Linked DNA regions of Triticum aestivum: region 2 is linked to region 1. The links are chromatin contacts, called in public Hi-C maps. All regions are on one chromosome and are shown on one strand. The core of a region is the stretch at or near the end of the contact, and the rest is flanking DNA. Distances in the headings are between cores, read along the strand shown. Region 1 holds the start of LOC123070363 (KRR1 small subunit processome component homolog). Region 2 holds the start of LOC123070368 (glucan endo-1,3-beta-glucosidase 14).

Region 1 (6,576 bases), core at 754-3,253:
TCATGACTATTCCCTCAGCAACAGTTGCCTTGTCCATCGTCTTTTTCTCCAGGTGATTCACATCTTTGCTCCCACCTTTCAGCTACTTATGTGTTTCTTTCTCCTTCCATTTTTTCGGAACAGACTTGTAGCAATGACCACTTTCTGATTTACCTTTCAGAAGTGGACCTAGAGTGGAAGAAAGAATGACGCTTGGCACGATGAGTAGGCCTTCCAAAATCAAAGCCAGAAGAGTCTGCCTCCGGATCTGACTCGGAGATGCTAACCATGGTATGATCCGGAGAATAATTTTCCATAGCCCTATACAATACAAGACAAGACATCAAACAAATTTAAACTACATCCTTACTTCAAACAAATTCTACAACCTTACTTCAAACAGATTCTAAAACATTCACACTACAACAAAGGGGTCACAATGTTAGAATTCAAGTTGATTTCTACACACAAAGGTGACCTGATTCACTTTCACAATATGCTGATCTTCAGGGGAGATCACCCATAACGCTAGAAGCACTTACCTACATACAGATATGAAGGGAGCCCTCGGTGGTGTTACTTCAAGAGCAGGAGCCGCTGACGACTGGAAAGAGTAAAGATTTGACAAAAGGAAGTGACTGCCAAATGGATACCTTACAAATACATATGGCGGCGGGGAATGACGACCTTCATCCTAGGTAGTGATGCAGAGGGGAAGATGCGAGGGCCAGACCTGGGGCTTTTACGGGGCATGAAACTATTGTAGGGACAGGTATTAAAGAACAGAGGGTTCAAATTACTATACACGTCTATCAGTTTGACCATTGAAGACTGTAGATGTTTAGCCCCAATTACGAAACAATATGTTTGAGACTGACAACTTTTATGTGACACGACAAACAACCAGACTAGTTAAGAAATGATACTGAATACCATGACAAGAACAACTAGATGCACTTAGAGGATCCATATCACTATGGTGGTAGCCAAGAAAAACGTCCGAGGTGCCAATATATGTAAATGAAAACTACCTAATACAAAGACATGGCGAGTTGCAAAGGCGCCTAATAAAAGACGTACAAGCCGTGAAAGGTGCATAATAAAAGGCATGAAAATTGTGAAAGGCGCCTAGCGATTTGTCGCCACAACCAATATTGATATTGCGCCTTTCCATCAGCCGGGGCAAGTAAGTGCCACACTGGCGACACAAACTAACGACCGTGGGCCAGGGGAGGTCAAAGACACCTTGACATAAGGCGCCTTCACATGTATAGCAAGCGCCTGATGGTTAGGTGCAAATGAGGGGCCCAAATTCTAAAATAACTTTTGGGGGTAAGAGAGTGGATTAAGTTTCTTGGAGGGTCATTTAGTGAAAATAAATACTAGGCCGCATCCGTTCCCCTCCCAACCCCTCTCTCTAACAAGCCATAGGTGCGCCTTCGGCGCTGCTACCGTCGTTCTCTTGCCCACACAGATGCCCTTCTTGGTGTCGTTCATCTCCACTCTTTATCGCATCTTCCTCCTCCCGTTCCTTCTAATTTCTCGCGACCTACGTGCGCCACCGCCACCTTTTTTTTAACATAGTACAATCAAAATCACTCATATACACTCACTCTTGTGAATGCACGCACACACGCACATCCTACCTCTATGAACACCTTCGAGAGACTGAACCGGCACATCATCTTAAGATTGACGAAGTCGTCACACACGTTTTCGTAGTCGACGAAAACGTCTCCTCCAACTGAACTCACATTACCGAAAACCAGGAAATAAATTCAGAAAAATGTAAGCATCAATGTTAAGTCCAAGACGTGAACTACGGTGGACCACCTCTGCTACAGCGAAGGAGCACGTTTTTTTTAGACAACGGCGAAGGAGCACGTGGAAAGAGAAGGAACGGACGTATATCAGACATCAGTGTTGGGCTTTTAATTTTTGAGCGTCGGGCAGCTAGGCCGAAATCCGGAAGGCCCAAGCCCAAGCCCAAACCCTCCCACTCCTCTAATCCCCCCTCACTCTCCTTCCCTCGCGTCGGCGGCAGTACAATCGTCAACCCTAATTCGCAGCCTGGACACCACCGCCTCCTCGAGCCCCTTTACCTCGAAACCCACCTAAATCCTATCCCTCCCGGCCGTCATGGCGTCGGCGGACGAAGCGAATGCGGCGGCCGAAGGTACGGAGGGGAAGAACTGGCAGCGGAAGGGGAAGCACAAGAAGGAGAAGCCGTGGGACGATGACCCCAACATCGACCGCTGGACGGTGGAGAAGTTCGACCCCTCCTGGAACGAGGGCGGCCTGCTGGAAGTCAGCTCCTTCTCCACCCTCTTCCCCCAATACCGAGGTGCCCAATCCCGCCCTCACCCTCATTCTCTTGCTGCTCGTTAGGAGCTAGTTGCAGTTTTCTAGTCACCGAATCCGTGGATTGAGGCGGCTTGTTGTTTGGGGGCGCAGAGAAGTATCTACAGGAGACATGGCCGATCGTCAAGGGCGCACTGAAGGAGTTTGGAGTCTCATGCGAGCTCAATTTGGTATGCCACTGACTTGTTATGATTGTTTGGACTTCGCAGTGTTCTTAATCTTAAGTAGTGTCATGATTCTGTGGTATTTCTCTTGGTTTGCGCATAGGTGGAGGGATCCATGACGGTTTCCACCACCAGGAAGACCAGGGACCCCTACATTATTCTTAAGGCCAGGGACCTGATAAAGCTCTTGTCGCGAAGTGTCCCTGCACCCCAAGTATGCATTGTTTCTGTTACCAAGCCTTAACTGTTATGCAATTCCTATTAATTATATGCCTTGTGGCGGCTGTATAGAAATTGTGAGGGGGGGCGGTTTCCCTATCCAACTTTTGCCACCTGTGGCCTACTTCTGCCTGCACCTATTGTATGGTCACCAACACACCTTGACGCCTTGTTCAGGAGTAGTTTCATCTATAAACTTCTATTGTGTTTTCCCACAGGCAATTAAAGTGCTCAATGATGAGATGAACTGTGATATTGTCAAGATTGGTAGCATCATAAGAAACAAGGTACACTTTGTTTCATTGTTCAACTTCAGTTTTGTACCTCTTGGTTCGTTTGAAGGGATTGCTTTGATTTTATCTTGATTACCTTAATATTCTGCTAGGAGAAACTTTGCAAAGACAAGATTTGCAATTGCATTGCCAAAAGTAAAATGACGAAACCAATCACATAGGATTCTTTTTGTGATCCAGTGTATTATGTAATTATTCTTATTAAGTTTGCACTGAGAATCACTTGTTAGTATGTGGCATCAGGACTTATTTGTGCTCTGTTGCCAATGTTAATGAAGTAATCTTGTAGCTTCAGTAAACTATTTTTGGATGGTTTCAGTAAACTAACGGTGTGCTATCCACAGGAAAGATTTGTCAAAAGGAGAGAACGCCTTTTGGGCCCTAACCTGTCCACCCTTAAGGTAAATATCTCACATGGTTGCTGTCATATGGATGAATCTCTTTCAGAACAAGACACCCCTTTCTTAACATGTTTTATGTTACTACAGGCTATAGAGATTTTGACTGGCTGCTACATCTTAGTACAGGTGTGCTTCATTTCTTACCTTGCACTGCATTTAAAGTTACATTGTGGGTCCACTTCCTTCAACTCTGTATCTTGGTGTTATTAACTGCCATTATTTGCGTATTTTCCATCATGAAAGGGAAATACTGTGGCTGCCATGGGTTCCTTTAAGGGACTGAAACAAGTCCGGAGGATTGTAGAGGATTGCATAAAGAACATAAAGCATCCAGTGTACCACATTAAGGTGATTTGTTTTGTTTTTCAGATATAATCTCTTAAGGAATGTAAAATATGATTTCTTATGGAGCGTTATTAAACTAAGCAGGAACTCCTTATTAAACGTGAGCTGGCTAAAAATCCTGCCCTAGCCACTGAAAGTTGGGACAGGTTTCTACCGAGCTTTAAGAAGTAAGGAACTTGCATCATATTTCTGCTCGGAAGTTACTATCTCTAAAAGGTACATTGTGCATCTTACACTTCATTATTTTCTGTTTTCCAGAAAGAATGTCAAGCAAAAGAAGCCCAATACTAAGGAGAAAAAACAATACACACCCTTTCCGCCGCCTCAGCAGCCTAGCAAGGTAAAGCCAATTGTTTGTTTCACTCATTGTTTCCAGGGTTGTTGTACAGTTTGCCATACTGATTTCACCAGTTCATTCATGACTTGTTATGTGGTTTGCGGTCTTGTCCTGCACCCTTGTCTTAATAGCATCAGCAGCTGTCCATCCTATGCAGATAATTCATTAATGTTATTTTCCAAGCTATTTAAATTGGGAAACTCTTACCATCACCCGGCGGATCGCAGCGGCCGCGTCCGCCACCTCCCCTGCGTTACACGTGTCCCAGCGAGAGCCTGCATACCATCCTTTGTCGAACGCGCTTCTGCAACAGGAGCTATGTTTCTGAAACATATGTAGTGTTGCAGTGGTCTACGTTTTGCAACAGAACTTCTCTTGCGAAATTTTTCTGCAACAAGACCTTGGTTGCAAAAAAATATTTTGCAACAAAAACTCAGTTGCAAAAAAATGCGACAAAACAACTGTTGCAAAAAATTTCTGCAACACGACATGTGTTGCAGAAATAATTCTGCAACAAGATCCGTGTTGCAATGGTGGGGCGCGCTCGGCCGCTTGGGCGAACGCGTAACACGCCCCATTTAAATTTGAGTGAAGCAAAACATGTAGGCAATATATTTTTTTTCTTGTACTGTTGGGGGGTTCCAAATGTTCATTTCTGCTGGATAGTTTTATTTAGTTATGTGAAACCATTGCTTAATTTGTCAATCTGGATGTAGATTGATCTTGAACTGGAGAGTGGTGAGTATTTCATGAGTGACAAGAAGAAGTCAGCTAAGAAATGGCAAGAGAAGCTAGATAAGCAATCAGAGAAATCAGAAGAAAAGAAAAGAAAGAGAGAAGCTGCATTTGTTCCACCGAAGGTCAGATTTTCCTTCTGTGTATTTATTTATTTATCAGTGGGCTTCTCTTTCTCTTGTAGAGTTACTAAATCTTGTTATTTGTTTCAGGAGAACACTGCTGGTCTATCTGAATCTGTCAAAAGTACCAATGACAACGAGATTGCTGATATCACAAAATCCTTAAAGGTACATAGCCGTTGTTGTTTCGTGTCTGTTCTTTTAAACTTGTTTTGGCATTCGAGCTGTGTTTTTTGAGTGAGAGTATGTGCTGTTAGTCCACTATAATAGTATCAAATAATTTCATTATTCCCTATTTGCAGAAAAAGGCAAAGAAATTCAGAAATAGTGAAGCCGAGGAAAATGTGAAAATCGAGTCATATGTTGCGAGCAACGGAGAATCACACTCCAAAAAGAAGCGCAAATCGTCATCCAAGTAACCGCAATATGGGATGACATTTTTAATTGTTTCAAGTAGTTGAACTCCTGCTATTCAAGTAGGTCTTCAAGCTTCAAGCTTTAGTGGTGAAACAGACAAACCTTCAAGCTTAAGTGGTGAACATTGTAGTCTGTTTGCTGGCAACTGCCGTCTGATTACTCCAGGAGTATTGCAGCTTTCTTGCATATTCCACGGCTTCTACAGTAATTTACAAGATCAGATCCGTCAGCAGTCTCTTCAGAAACATGAGCAGTTAATGATAAGGCCAGCACTAGGCGCCGGTGCGCTGGCCGAAACGGCCGGTCTGCCCCCAGCCGCCCGATCTGGCCGTGCGAGGCCGTCCGATCGCAGCTCCTCTTCTACCTTTTTCTTACCTTATTGTTGTCTCCCCAGTCAGGGCCACCATGGATGCGTGACCACGAAGCGCTGCCCGCCGCTATTGCGGGCCTCGCCGTCGCCGCTTGCCGGTTGGAGCACTGGTGCCCCATGGCCCGCCCCCTCTTATGCAGCAAAAAGAAAAATCGAACCCTGCCGGTCCTGACCACCCCCAATGCCGATGACCTCGCCGGCTAGCTGCTGCTTGCCATCCTTGTTCCTGAAAAGCCGTAGTTCCAGAAGCCCACCCATGGTTGCAGCAAAAACCTCATGCCGGTGGAAGCTTCCATGCATGGTTGCCTGTTTGTAGCAAATTTGAGTGCCGGTTGTAGCTTTCGTGTTGCCGGTTCAAGCAAAAAATGTAGCTCCACCGGACCACCGTTGCAGCTCTGCTGGACTGCGGTTCCAGCTCCCCTTGCCTGCTTGTAGCATGCCATGCCGGCGGCCGTGTCGTCCGCCATCACCGATGCAACAAAAATGAAAATGATCGCCGGTAGTAGCAAAACCAACAACGGTTGTAACAAAAAATCGTCATCCGTCGTCTCGCCATGACTGTTTGTAGCAAAAAGAGATGCAGGTTGTAGCACCCATGCTCGTCGGTTGTAGCAAAAAATCCCCATGGTCGTAACCTCGACGTCCGCTGGTTCCAACAATTTTGCGCCGAGAAGTTGTAGCACAGAGGCTCATCGGTTGTAGCAAAAAATCACCATGGTTGTACCCTCGATGTCCGCTGGTTCCAGCAAAATTGCGCCGAGGGGGTGTAATCCCATCATGGACAGTTGCAGCTCCGACGTGGTCGGGTCCGGCGAGGTAGGCAGAGCTCCGGT
Region 2 (6,642 bases), core at 4,057-6,556, 600 kb before region 1:
AAAACAAGTATCTTCTCCGCACCTATTATAGCACTTCAAAAACGAGAGCATTACAATAGGAAGTCTACTGAACAAGAATTTACTACGATACACCAATCATCGTTAGGGCATCTCCAATACCGGGGCTTAAACCTTTCGTATTCGTTTGGATCGCGTTGTCTGGACCGCGGGAGCCATCCAACGTGGTCGTGTATTGGTCTGCGCCGCAATCTGGGCGTACTTTCTTTTGCAAACGAGAGAAACATGGCGGGGCTTTGCGGGAGTCTGAACCGCTCCCACGCCCGCTTCTAGCCAAGTTGGCCCACCCAAACCCCTCCTCCCTCGCTCGCGCGCGTTCTCGCCCGGCGCCAGCTGCTCGGATTCGTGCCAGCTAGAGAGCGCGCCGCTGCACATTGAAGACAGCTCAGGGCGGACGCGGCCACTCACTGCCTCCGCCATTGAAGCGACGCACCGGCTGAGGGCGCCGCCGCGGCGCGTCTCTGTGTCCGCGCATGTCCAATGCCGAAGACGCGTGACTGGACGGGATGTGACGAAATGCCCGTTCAATGCCTCGTCCGTCCGTATGGCGCCATTAAGCAGGCTCGTCGGCCGAGAAATACACTCTGACGCCGTGCATTTACGCACCCGGATCCCTGACCTCATCGGAATCCGCTATTTAAAGGCGACCACACTTGACTAACTCCACTCACAACACAAGCCGCTCTCATCCTCCTCCCTTGCACTGCATCCGTCATGATTTCACGCGGCAAAACTCTATGAGGGAGCCTTTCCACTAAAATAAAGCACGCATTGGCCGCCATTGATGCAACTTGTGAAAAAAGAAAATGAGGGCTTAGATGAGAACTTTTTTAGCTCTTTAGTCTATAATAATCCAGTCTATCTTAAGCCCGGACATCAAAGACAGAATCAATTCCATATTAGCCGCATTTGTCCATATCGTGTTTCATGGAAATGATATGCGGTTAGCATGTGTAGACTGGATGATGGGTCGTGGAAATGAATATTTGCTTATATTTGTAACCCTATTATAATGGAATAAAACTCTTTTTCACTTGAAAAAAAAAAGACGTGAGTTGCAGTGGGGATTCGATTAGGAAGGCGCTTTCGGAAAGTATGCACCTAATAAAGAAGAAAAGCTCGAATTTCTTTCTGCAAGCAGGCAAAAGCTTAATTATGTGCCACGCATTCGTGAGCCTCATCCATATCCATATGTGCAGCTTTGCTGTTTAGGAAACGATCGATTCACCCGTCATTGGTGAGACTTGACAGAGCATTGGACAAGAGGCACAGGGCTGTCGGCGAAATGGCGAGCCGGTGAGGTAACCGTAAGGACGCTTCTATATGTGGACCAGATGCGGTAAGTGCGGCCGCCATTGAGCCGCTGGATTGGATCGCGGAGAAATGCCAGATTCGGATCTGGGATCCGGGGGTCCTTCTATTTTCGCTTTTTCAGTGGGGTCTGAGGAGGCAAGGCAGCAGAGCTCACACGTGCCACCCAGTCGGACGAGGGATGACACGGATCGGCGTCACGCGCGCATTCCTGCACCGACGACGCGCCTGCCTCTGCTTGCTATTGCTAGCGCCAACCATTGCTAGAGCATTTACACCCGGACTAGTAAATCTGGGCTCTCGAACACCCGTAAACGCGTCTGAGCACGTCCATGGGTGTATCCGGACGGACCCTCATATTTTCGTCCTGGTATTTATTACATATCTTAAATTCAAACTTTTAAATTCATGTAAATACATGCACGTCTTATATAAGTCTATGTCGCACGTAAATAGCACATGTTGGTACAAAACATAAATAGCATTTACACAAAGTTTATTTTAAGTGCCAAACTCAAACATTGTCTCCTTGTTGTTATTGTGAGTCCACATGTGCTCCACAAGATCATTGAGTAGTTGCGCGTGCACCTGCTAATCTCGAAGACTCTGATGCATCTGCAGAAAGTTCATCAGCTGAGCCGCATCTTGATCTTCCGGGATTTCAACTTATTCTCTAGGCGCTTCGAAATCATGGGTTTGGGCTACACTATCACCCTCATCCTCGACAATCATATTGTGCAGAATAACACAAGATGCCATCAGCTGCTACAAAGTTTCTGATTCTCACATCATTGCAGTGCTCCGCACAATTCCCCAACAAGCTTTAAGCACACCAAATGTCCTCTCCACATCCTTCCTAACCGCTTTATGCGTTGTTAGTGGCTCTGTTTATGGCCACATGGCTCGGATATGATTTTCACAAACGCCGCCCACTGAGGATAAATATCATCGGCAAGATAGTACCCCATGTTGTAGTCTCGGGCGTTGACGGTGTAGTTGCATGGCGGTGATTCCCCATTGCAAAGTCTCCTGAACGCCGGAGATCGTTGAAGCACGTTGATGTTGTTTTGAGAACCCGACATTCCAAAAAAAGCATGCCAAATCCATAAGTTATGTGATGTCACTGCCTCTCTTGTGTGACTTTGATACATTCCCCGCAGACTTTTGGGACAGTTCTTCCGTTGCCAATGCATGCAATCAATTGATCTGAGCATTCCTGGAAACCCCCTTGCCTCTCCAATAGCCAACAACTTCTCCGTGTCCTGCGAATTTGGTTCTCTGAGATACTCGGGTCCAAACACCTCCACCACGACGCAGGCAAACTTGACAATAGTCTTCAGTCACGTGCTCTCTCCCATCCTGCCATCTCACCAACGACATCTACAGCAGTACCAAGTGCAAGCATCCTCAGAGCGGCCGTGCACTTCTGCTTGGCCGAGAAAGAGAGTTGGCCGCAGCAATCCTTATGAGTTTGAAGTAGTCGTCGTGTGCCTCCACTCCCTCTACAATGCGCAAAAACAATGGTTTCCGCATGCGAAAACGGCGACGAAACCATGGATCATTCGGTAAAGTAAGTTTGGGAACAAAGTAGTCCTTGTGCAGTAGTTTTGCTCCGGACATCCTGTCCCGGTTGATCCCTCTTCTCCCTTTGATTGAGCCCTTGAAGTTGAGAATATGCTTCACTTGCCGGTCTATTTCCTCTTGTACGCTCATGAGGATAATCATGTCTACTTCTTCGTCTGAATCCGACGAATCGAAGAACCCATCTTGAATAATTTGGTCAAGCTCCGTCGGTCCATACCCCTCATCCGATGAAGCATCGGAATCCATCGTTTTACATAACAAAATCACAAAAAAATCCAGTCAAACAATGTGTCGAACACACCAAGTGCAAGGGCGGAGCCGGAGAATTGTCGGACGTACCACGGTGGCGTCCGAGAGGGCAACGACGTCCCCGTGGCGAGGACTCTTCCGGAGCTGGCAGCGGAGAGCCTGGGAATGGCTGCGGAGCGGGCGCGGCGATGGAGCGCAAGATGGACGACGCAAAGGAGGAAGAAGAGAGGAGATAGCAAATGGATCCAACCGGTCTTTGGAATGGATTTGGTGCAATTTGGGGTGGGGTCCGGCTGTCGGATCCAATGTGGCGGGCATGCCCCGGTGCGCTCGGGCGTCCCCTTATCCGCACCATATTTGGGCAGGATATGGGGGGCGCCGGTCGGTCCGGGCGTTTGAGGCCCTTTTATGGAGCCTGTCTGGGTCAAAAAATCATGACCAGACAGTGTCCGGGCGGCCCGCCCGGGCGTATGAAACTGGTTTGGAGCGTCCGACTGTAGATGCTCTTAGGGCATCTCCAAAACCAACACGCAAACCTCCCGTATTAGTCCGGATCACTGTTCGGACCGCAAAAAGCATCCAACGTGGTCATGTAGCGGTCCGCGGCGTGCTTCAGACGTGTTTTCTCCCGCAAACCGAAGACAAACATGGGGAGGTTTGCGGGAGTTCGGACTGCTATCATGCCCGCTTCTGACCGCCCTGGCCCACCAAAAATGCCTTCCCCTCCCACGCGCGCTTCCCGCTCGTTGCCAGTTGCCCGCATTCATGTCACTTAGAGCGTGCTGCTTCACATTAAAGGCGACTCAGGGTGGACGTCACCTCTCATTGCCTACTGCACGCCATTGAACGGCGCGCCGGCCAAGGGCGCCGCCTGCTACACTCCCGGCTGAACACGTACGCATCCTTGCTGAATTCAAATGCCTCCATTAAACCCATGTGGAAGACGAAAAAACTACTCTGACCACACGTCCGTTCATGAGCGTGTCGGCATTAAATCAACGCAACACCGGGCAAGGTCCTCTCGTCCGCCCTCTATTTAAATGAGGCCAGACGCTGGGCAAGAATCGCACCACCCTGCCGCTCCCCATATCATCCTTCCAGCATTTTCTCCACTCTTCCGATGACATCCGACGAGCAGGAAGAGCAGTTCTCCGGCATAAAAGTCGGCTCGATGACCCACCGAGCCCGGTGGATACGAGCGAGGCAGCTCGGCTGGTCCATCTCCCTTGCCTAGCCCGACGGAGCAAGTTGCCGCCCAAGCCGGCGCGTGGTTCGGCTACTCGCCTCTCCAAGCCAGCTCGCGGAGAAGTGGCTAATTGTTCCATGCAGGCACGAAGGGGAGCATGGCGGCATGGGCACCGTCGACGACGACGCGTCGTACCGCGCCTCCAGTGCATGCAACCGTGCCATCCGTCGTCAACGCGCGTAGCCGCGCCAAGCAGGCAGAGAAAGAAGCTAGTTGCGCGGATGTCGACTAGGTTGCAGCCAGTACGTCCACCGCCATCATCGAGGAGAAGTAGAACACGGGAGGCCGCCGCCGCCTGAGTCCTAGGAAGGCCACCGTCGTTACCTATCTGGTTCTTCTTTATCTCGGACCATCCTGGGCACCCGTCAGAACTCCACGGAAGCACCCTTCTCCTCCGGCTGAATCATCCTCTTTGCCACTACGATGAGCGGCGTAGCCGGATATAGGGAAGATACGGGGAAAGAATATGCTTCCGGGACTCCCGGCAGTCCGGTTAGCGGGCTGCCGGACATGGGAAAGACAAACGGATCGGTTGCGGCTGGCCATGGGCTAGTGTAGTGTATCCGTGTGGTGGAAGTGGGGGTCCGTGCGACCGTACGTGCACATAGTTTTACCTTTTTACTTGAAAATATGTCCAAAATGTAACCGTTTTCATCCGATTTGTATGAACTACGTCATGATATGAAATCCGGGCTTGTTTGCATGAATTTCATTCGGTTTGTTGAAAATGAATTTGAAATGTATGCGGCTACAATTGAACGGTGGCCTTCCACATCAGTGTATGCGGAGTGGTCCTCTGTGGGAGGAAATTTACAGGTCGTTAGAGATGCCCCGCTCAGTTGCTCACAAATCTTCTTGGTGCAGCCCATGCTTTCACCTCACCAGAGCCCAACAACCATGCATTGGCACTGCAAGCAGCAGCACAACGCAAATAAGCGCACGGGGTGGTTGGAAAGCTTGGGACAGACAGTACGTGACCTCCAGCTCGGCTTCCACCGTGCTTCCCTCCGGCAGCATAACGCCGTGCTCCTGCAGCTGCGACCTGAAAGAGACGGAAGACCGATCAGAGATCTGCAGCCGACGACGCGGAGGTAGCAGTAGCACACTGTCATATCCCTCTTGCCTCCCACCGTCTTCCTCCGTGCTTCCCACCGGTACGCACAAGTCAAGCCACACCACCACCCGCTAGCTTCTCAGCATTGCAGCAGAGCAACCGAGGCTCCCTCCCGCTGCTTAAATAGGCCACTCGTCAATCCTACGCCAGTCCATTCGATTCGCGCGCGTGATCCAAGAAGAACACAAGCCAACGGGCACACGCACAGATACGGCGGACGGTGAAGCATAAGGTCAGCACACCTGGCCAGGGAGGCCTTGCTAGCTTTTGCTCTCCACCTAGCTTCTTCTGCCCGCTTGGCTCTTCTCCCTGGTCCTGGAACGCGCGCGGCTGGATCGGAAGGATGGCGGCAGCTCGGGAGGCGTCGAGGGCAGCTTCCCCCGTCGCTGCGGCCGCCGGAGTTCTCCTGGTCCTCGCCGTCCTCCTCACAGGTGAGTTCCTTCCGCCATTCTGCGTGCCAAATCATGTAGTATAATCTTAGCTCTAGAGAGCTCCTGCGCGTCGTGCCAACTGCTGAAATAGCGCCTCCGTGCTCTGTTCTTGTCAAATGTATCGTCGGCCATCTTTTGCTCGATCCTTCTGAGTTGCGCGTCCATTTTATATCTAGGTGAGCTCTAACTGGTCGTGATTGTGTTAGGCATTAGGCAATCTAGAGCTCTAACTGCGAGCGACCCATTTCGTTCCTGGCTTCGTCATTGCTGATTGCGCGATTTTGCCTATATTTTTCTCCCCGTGTTCGAGGTTTCTTTTCAAATTTGCAGGAAATAAACTGGCCGGGTTACCGTTTTGCAAGTCGTCACCGCCGACTTGTGATCAGTGGCGCCACTTGCTGCTACGTACTTATACTTCAGTAGTGGTTGCATTTGCTGGAATTGTCATTGATTATTTGGTAGGTGCATCTGCTGAGATTAGTCATATCTAGGTGTTGGTGGTTTTGGCTACTACCCAGCTGAGCTGAGGCGACATGGCGGCCCTATCTTGGCGCTCCATGCCGCAAGTAATGCACCGCCCACTGTGGCTGCGGCGACAAAAAGTGTCAACTTTAAATGATACGCTGAGATTTGTTATTCGACAAAAAACAAAACGCATCAGCTTTGGCTCATTCTTTACAAGCATATAG

Evidence for each region. Hi-C and Micro-C count contacts between places; a contact is called where the count stands out from the background.
Region 2: a Hi-C map of leaf shows a contact between it and region 1, with 6 times the contacts expected there. The contact joins the promoter of LOC123070368 here to the promoter of LOC123070363 in region 1. A contact is called at or near these places in 2 of 5 Hi-C or Micro-C datasets (both in leaf).

What each region holds. Positions count from the first base shown.
Region 1 is chr3B:461,038,906-461,045,481 of IWGSC CS RefSeq v2.1, reverse strand. LOC123070363 (KRR1 small subunit processome component homolog) reads left to right here and starts at 2,003. Exons shown (of 12, transcript XM_044493548.1): 1 at 2,003-2,323; 2 at 2,434-2,510; 3 at 2,608-2,718; 4 at 2,942-3,010; 5 at 3,361-3,417; 6 at 3,505-3,543; 7 at 3,661-3,765; 8 at 3,847-3,929; 9 at 4,021-4,102; 10 at 4,816-4,959; 11 at 5,047-5,124; 12 at 5,259-5,605. The coding sequence starts at 2,119. The coding sequence ends at 5,375.
Region 2 is chr3B:461,640,799-461,647,440 of IWGSC CS RefSeq v2.1, reverse strand. LOC123070368 (glucan endo-1,3-beta-glucosidase 14) reads left to right here and starts at 5,306. Exons shown (of 3, transcript XM_044493556.1): 1 at 5,306-5,953. The coding sequence starts at 5,866.